2 separate regions of the Sus scrofa genome follow, and region 1 is linked to region 2. A link is a contact called in public HiChIP or PLAC-seq data. All regions are on one chromosome and are shown on one strand. Each heading gives the region's core, a stretch centred on a gene start, on an enhancer-like site or on the middle of the called end of the contact. The rest is flanking DNA. Distances are from core to core; before and after follow the strand shown. Region 1 has its middle 280 kb from the start of ARGLU1. Region 2 holds the start of EFNB2 (ephrin B2).

Region 1 (3,467 bases), core at 284-2,783, 310 kb before region 2:
TTGCTTTAAATAAACCTGCTCTCGGCAGCCAACTGTTCATCCAGGAAGTGCCGTGAAGCCCTGGTACCCTGAAGAAGTTTACTCAACCAGAACGGAATGGAGCCGGGTGCAACTCTGCTATTTAATTTCGAGAACCCAGGAGAGCCACAGAGGACTCCTCCGACCCCCAAATAATTATAAACAACCACACGCAGCTAACTCTGAAACAGACTTCGACTCCATCAACAGTGATCAGTCCCATTTCCAAGCCACAGGGGCTTCTCTTCTTAAAGATGTTTTTAAAGTTTGTTTGACTTTCTTTTACTAATAAAATGACTTTAATTAGAATTCACCGCTGAACCTTAGTTTTGCGAGAAAGTGTCTGACACACCAAATTCTTTCTCCTAATTACTATGAAAGACAGAGCTTTGTTCAGGAGACAAAGCAACGGGCTGAGGATTTTGAGACAATTAATTCTAACCCAGGCTTTGCTACCAACTCTCACTCCATCTCAGTTCCTTTGACAATTAAGCATGAATCGACACCATGGTTTATGAACTTGTAAGTTACACAAAATGTGAAATGATCTGGTGACTGTTGCTAGTGAACAATTCCACATAACCTAATACTTAGGAGCCACAGCTCAGCTGTGTCTTACAAAATCTGGTTTGGGTTTCAAAGATATTTCTCTGCATTATTCGTCTTATTCTTTGGATTTTGTACCAAGATGGTTTCTTTACGTGCAGAGAGAGGATTGCTGACAGGCTCTAATGTTTTTGGAAAGTTTAGATGATTTAGCCCTTAATAAATAAAGATTAGCAAGAATTTATAATTTATAAGTCTCATAAGAATACTTTAAGGCACATTAAAGCAGAAAGATGATATGAGAGCCAAATTCTGCTTTCGCCTCAAAATTACCATTATGATTGTAGGAGGATGTGCAAAGATTAAGAAAGAACATCTTTCAACCTCTGTATTATTTTCAATGTAGCAACAACCTAGTATTTTGTTGTTGTTTTTGTCCAGAAGGAGTAGGAAAAAAAGTCAGTTTTATGTGTTTGAATTAATCCAACCTCATTATTCTTCAACATTGACTCGAGAGGCTGGTCACACGCCCTCGACGTGGCCAGCAGAGGGCAGTATATAACAGCAGAAACCGTGTGTTGAAAGGTAAATCCTCTTACTTCTACAGACCAAAAGAAATAACATACAAATACAGTTTCCATGAAGTGATTTCTAACCAAAGAAACAAACATTCTGGCATCAAAATAGATTTTAAAGTGCAGTCGGAAGTCGTGAAGGCTCCTGGAAAGACCCCTGTGTTTTCGCTGCGACCCCAGCAGCACACGGTCCTCGCTCCATTTTGTCTCCAAAGCCAAAAACCCTCACTTCTTTGTTTCAGCGTTTTGTTGAATTTAGAGTCGACCCCACTGCACAGGGAAAACGTCCAGGGCTGTGTTCGGAAGCGAACCCAGAGCGCCTTCAACGAGCCAGGGCGGAGCCTCCGGCAGCCTGGCAGCTCCGTCTGCGCGCGGAGCTGAGGTTGGGCCTCCACGTGGCCCCTGCAGGAGGGCACCCTCCTCTTCTCTCTCCACTTTCCTCCTCCTCCACGTCCTGGGTTCTCCCAGCTCCATCCCTGGACCCGGAACCGAGCCCCATCCGAGTGGCCGGGGAGGATTCCAAGGAAAGCCCCACCCCACCCAAAAAGGCGTCTCCAGTTTGGTGCTGTGAGTCTTCTCCGTCCTTTAATAGAGTGGTTGGAAGTAAAAATAGCACGCTTTCATTTCCATCGCAGGCGTTGGCCCTGCTGCCTCCTCCTTCCCTGGGGCCAAGGCCAGGTTCTCAGGGCTCCCCTCCTACACCCCGCGCCACCCTTCCTCTCACCTCTCCTCACCCCCACCGCCACCCCCGACTCCGTTCCCCCTCCCAGCCTTAGACCATGGCATTGAATTCCTAATGGCTGGAGCCTCCTGGGCACCAGTGTTTCCTCTGTTCTTCTGCGACCTACCCCAGCGACCCTCCCCAACCAGGCTGCCTACTCCCCTATTCATACGTCTGGCCTGGCTATTGCTCACTTTTTGTTTTTGCTTTTCCTTAGGAAAGTAAAAAGTACAGGACAAAGACAAAGGCTGGCTATTAAAATGATAACAATAAGAAAGATGAACACCGCGGGCGACTCTGAGCCGAAACCAAAGTCAGCATAGGGGTCACATGAGCCCCAGAATTCCAGTCAGCCAGCCTCACCAGCCTGAGTAAGACCTGGGTAATTTGAGGAATGAGTGGGCTCCCTTTTTAAAATTCATTGTCTTATAAAAAGGGGGGGAAAAAAACCTCTTAGTTCCTAAGCAGCTGCATCACTCGCCAAAACTGACATGAACTTAAGTGTTTAACACAAAGGTGTTTCCTTTCCTCTCAAGACAATTTATCACCTTTCGCTTCAAATATGGAACGTGAATTTGCTGGGCGGCATGAAATATGCCCCATACCTCCAAATATTTCAAATTAGAAAAGAAAAGAATAAATATGAGATTTCATAGTTTTCAAAGACATGATGTGTTGCCTTCCAGGTTATTCACATTTAATTTTATAGGAAAGGATATTTTTAAAAGCTCAGTAAGGGTTGTATGCTTTCCAAGGGGAACGTGCAATTTCTACATTTTCCTACATCCCGGGGTCCGCTGCACACCTTGGCTGAACCTGACTCCGTCTTAGCAGAAAGGCTGTCCTCTAGAAAGGGAGATCTCACAGCTGGCCCCAGGAACAAACCCAGCCTCTGAAAGAAACTCCTCTGTGGACGGCGGCATTTCTTCTCTCTTCTCCACAGTGAAGAGCCTTAAATCCACACTTCCCTGGAGTCCAAACCATATATATGATTTTGAAAATCAGTATGTAACTATCAACATTTTCTACTCTGGTCAAAATTCTGAGGGATGGTTAATTTTTTAAGAAACTTCGGCCCTCTGATTATTTGTATCCATCTCAGTGAAAACGTGGTGACTGTCAATGTTGAGTCTGAGATGTACGGGCAGGGCTGGCGAAAGGCGCCTGGCGCGCACTCAGAGAACTGACCCTAAGGCCAACCTCTGAGCAGAGCCCATCAACAGAATCTCTGGCAAGCCTTCATCCTTCATTTTCAAAACATCTGGTGATGGAGAAGCACTACCTTGAAAGAAGGTTCATTCCATTTTCAGGTCGTATAATGGAGCGACAATTCATCCTTAAATTAAGCCCCACTTTGCTCATAATTTCTATTCATCCATCTTAATTCTGACTTTGGGGCACACATGGGGGAAAGAAAAATCTAAGTATTCTTCTGCAGTCATATTTAAGTGAAGTTCTCAAGTTTCTTGAAAATTCTCTATGTTGAACAGTGCTGGCTCCTTCTGATGTTTTGCACAGTGTCGTAGCAAAGCCCTTATCCGCTCCGGTCTCATTTTTCAGGCTGTGTCTCTGCAGCGTGCAGCTCTGGATCCTGCGCCCAGTCTGCA
Region 2 (3,606 bases), core at 1,027-3,526:
CTTCGAAAGGGTTTACTGTCTTGGAGCCTTTAAGAAGTATATATTTCCTCAAATACAGACTTTAATTCAAAACTAGCAGTTTCAAAAAATAAAGTTTTCTGAAACCTTGGAATAACATGAATGTATTTCATAACTCGCGTGTGTTAGTGTTTTCGGTCTTACAAATTTCTTAACACTCCTGGTTTAAATACGTTTAATGTTTAGAAAATGAATGCTTAATGCACGATAAAAATCTTTCAAAAGTTATTACAACGAAAAGTTAAAAACAAATCGGTATCTAAACAGGATTCTCTTTACCACATATATTTTGTTATAAATTTAGTGGATAATTTGGCAAAAAAAAAAAAATGTAGGAATACTGTCCGCTTCCTTGCATTAAGACATTAAAGAAACCCTTTAACGAAGGCATATGTATGTACGACCCGGTCGCTTTGCTGCACAGCAGAAATTTATAGAACATTGTAAATCAACTATAATTTAAAAAAAATTTTTAAAGAAACCCTGGGTCAGGATTTTTTTTAAAGCGTGTTGGTATCCAAATGTAACAACTGTGAACTGTTACGTTTGTATTGTGCCTTATTTCTTCCGAGCTCTCCCTGCTGTTGTCATTTCAGCAGATCCTCCTTTGGACTTTCCGCGTGGTTGGGTCGCGGGTTCTGGTTCCGGGTGGCGAGACCGTGGTGCTCGCTCCCGCCGAGCGCGTCGGCCGCTAGTGGGCGCTGTGGGTCCGTGGAAGCGGCGGCGCGGAGGCGCCGGTCCCAGCCACTCTTTGGGCAAGCGCCTCGCCGACAATCCAACTGAAGAATTCCTGCCGCCTCTGTGTTTTGGCGCTATTTGTCACCGTCACCCCTAAATCCCCCGGTCACCTTGGGAGGCGTGAGTGTGTCGCAGAGGCTAATTAAGGAGAAGGTCCCGCGGCGGGCGCGGGTGTGCAGGCGACACTTGGGGGAAGGAGAGGTGCTCCCTTCGCGGGAAGCGAGGCGCGGAGGGCTCGGGGCCAGGACGTCCGCGCCCCGGGAGTCGTTTTGCTTCTCCCGGCGCCAGCTGACGTTTGGTACCGAAGTCAGGTGTGAAACGCATGACTGAGAGGCCTGGTGGGGGCCGCGAAGGGATGCGCGAACAGGACGTGAGCCAGTCCACGCAGAAGGCGCACATCATTTAAGGAGGAAGGCCCACGGGAAACCCACTGCCAACCACTCCGGAGGGAAAGTTTCGCCATCGACGTCGTCCCTCGGCTGAAGTTAGGACACTTCCCGGGCAATGAGAGCGCGTGCTGGGCGTGGGGACAGGTGGCCCGTGCTGTCCCTGTCCCCATTCGCCCGCCCCTGCCAGCGTCCCCATCCCGCAGCCCCGGGAGCGCCGGGTGCACGCGCAACCTCCTCTCCCTCGAGGGCTTCCCAGCGCTCAGCTCTTGCCGCCGCCCTGGCCGGGGGCGGGGCTCACCTGTCAGCTGGCGCCCCGCCTCGCGGCTCCCAATGTCGGGAGGGGGCGGCTGATGGACCGGCCAGCCGCCCAATCCGCTCGCGTCTGCGGAGCAACGGACCAATGGGCTGCGCGATGTGGGGCGGGGCCCGGCGTTTATAGTGCTCTGACAGCGCGCAGGCAGAGCTGACTCTCCTCGGCGGGGACGGCGGCGCCGGCCGGAGCGAGGAGCCGCGCGCGAAGCTGGTCCCGGCGCCCACCCCGCACACAAAGGCCCGCGCGCGTCTGGCGCCCGCGGCGAGGAACGAGCCCCTCCTGCCTGATCCGCGGGCTGGGAGCGGCGAGGACTTTGGAGGCTCCCGGGCGCCTGGAGGCGCCCTTCGCAGCTCGCGGTCCGCGCTCCGGGACATGGAACCGCGCCGAAGCGGCGCCCGCGCGCTCGGGCCACTGCCCGCCCCCCTGGATCTATAGTGCCAGGCGGCCCCGCTCAGGGCGCAGCGCCCGCCGCCCGCGCCGAGTCCGTCTCTCCGCCTTTGTGTCCCGGCCGCGCGCCCTCTCCGCCGCCCCGCGCCCGGCACCCTGGAGCCGCACGGGGTACGGCTGTCCGAGCTGCGTCCGGCGCGGCGCCCCGGAGCCCCGAGCCCGCCGCGCCGCCGCGCCCCGCGCGTGCGCTCCCGCCCCGCGTTCTGAGGGCCCCGAAGGGAACGTCCCTGGCCTCGGCAACCGCTGGAGCTGCTCGGCGCGCCCCGGAGCTGCCTGCGGTCCCTCCTTGTCTGCCCGGAAGATTGGGGCTTTCGGCCCGCACCCCGTTCCTCCGACGCCAGGAGTGCGCGGAGCTGGGAGCGGCTTCGCCATGGCCGCGAGGAGGGACTCCGTGTGGAAGTACTGCTGGGGAGTTTTGATGGTTTTATGCAGAACTGCGATTTCCAGATCGATAGTTTTAGAGCCCATCTATTGGAATTCCTCGAACTCTAAGTAAGTAGCGTCCGCAATCCCCCTCGATCGCCGCCCCGGGGTCCGCCGCGCCCCGTGCTGTCCTGGCGGGAGGAAGGGTCGGGCCGTGGAGCCTCGGAGCCTGTTTCTGGAACCTCGATTACTCGCGTCCGCTTGTCCCCCACCCCAGCACGTTTCACTTGATGGTGACTCCGCTCGGCCTTCCAGCCAGAGCGCCGGCCCTAAGGGGCGCCCTCCTAGTCACTCCTTCCCCCATCAGCTCCCTGGCGCTAAAAAAACCCTGATGGCTCGAGTGTCATGTCCGGGAAGGTGTCCGATGGCGATACCTGACCCTCGCTTCTTTTCGAGGCCGGGGAACAGGGCCACCAACCATGCTGGCCTGCGCGCGAGGGCTTGCAGGCTTCGGAGAGGCGGGGATGCTGTGCTCCCAAGGAGCAGCGGAGCGCGGTCCAGGCCCCGCGGGCGGGCGGGGTCGGCGGTGCTCGGGCGTGGAGAGCACTCGGGAGAAGGGAGCCTGGTGTCTCTGGGCCGCCCGGAGCTCGTGCGCCTCGGCGCCGCGCCGCCTGCCCGAGGGTGCGCAGGGAGCTCGCCTGCTTGGGAGAACTCGGGCGGCGAGCCCTTTTCCTCCCCGCCCTGGAGGCCGGCCTTAGAGTGCTCCCGGGGAACCCTCTGCACGTCGGCCTCTACCTTCTTTTCTAAACCAGCGGCCCCGAACTCTGTGCCGTCGCGATAGCTGACTTGATTTTGAGGACGTTTTCTGCAAAAGCCTAATTAAGGCCCGGCCCAGCCAACACAGCCCCTGAAGCCTTCGCACTCGAGGAGCCTGGGCGGGAATGGGGAATAGGATCCTTGAATTCGACTTGCTTTTATGAAACAGTGCAGCCGGGAGAAAGCCAGGCCTTGTGCAGATTAAGTTTCAGTACTAGCTACCAGCGTACATCTAGAATTTAGAAAAGGTGATCCCTCCCTAAATATATAATTAGTCGTCTGTGCATTCAGTATTGCGTATCATCTCATTCTCCAGACACATTTCGAATCATAACCAAAAACATTTTATAGAATCATGGAATTTTCACCTTGGGAAACTTGGGACACCAAGCATGAAGACATTGGCTGTTGGGGAGTAAGCATTTGAGATCAGAAGCAAAATCAGTGACCTAATTGAAGTTGAGCGAGTTCGTCATGGATTTAGGAATAAAAGGACGGGGATTTAGAGATCGCATCTTAATT

The links. HiChIP or PLAC-seq counts read pairs in DNA pulled down with a chosen protein or histone mark.
Region 1: an H3K27ac HiChIP or PLAC-seq map of skeletal muscle shows a contact between it and region 2, with 11 times the contacts expected there. The contact joins the enhancer-like site here to the promoter of EFNB2 in region 2. A contact is called at or near these places in 1 of 5 promoter capture datasets (liver), 8 of 47 Hi-C or Micro-C datasets (embryonic fibroblasts, epiblast stem cells, fetal heart ventricle and 5 more) and 1 of 2 datasets of contacts at active chromatin or transcription factors (skeletal muscle).

What each region holds. Positions count from the first base shown.
Region 1 is chr11:74,544,462-74,547,928 of Sscrofa11.1, reverse strand. No RefSeq gene overlaps it. Among named protein-coding and RNA genes, the nearest start is that of ARGLU1, 280 kb to the right of the region's middle. Within about 2 kb of position 1,533, at least 33 of the 83 cell types and tissues checked have an H3K27ac peak or open chromatin away from gene starts, as enhancers often do. A contact at or near this core is called in epiblast stem cells, omental adipose tissue, retroperitoneal adipose tissue and 2 more, where this site is marked.
Region 2 is chr11:74,231,438-74,235,043 of Sscrofa11.1, reverse strand. EFNB2 (ephrin B2) reads left to right here and starts at 2,276. Exons shown (of 5, transcript NM_001114286.1): 1 at 2,276-2,397. The coding sequence starts at 2,276.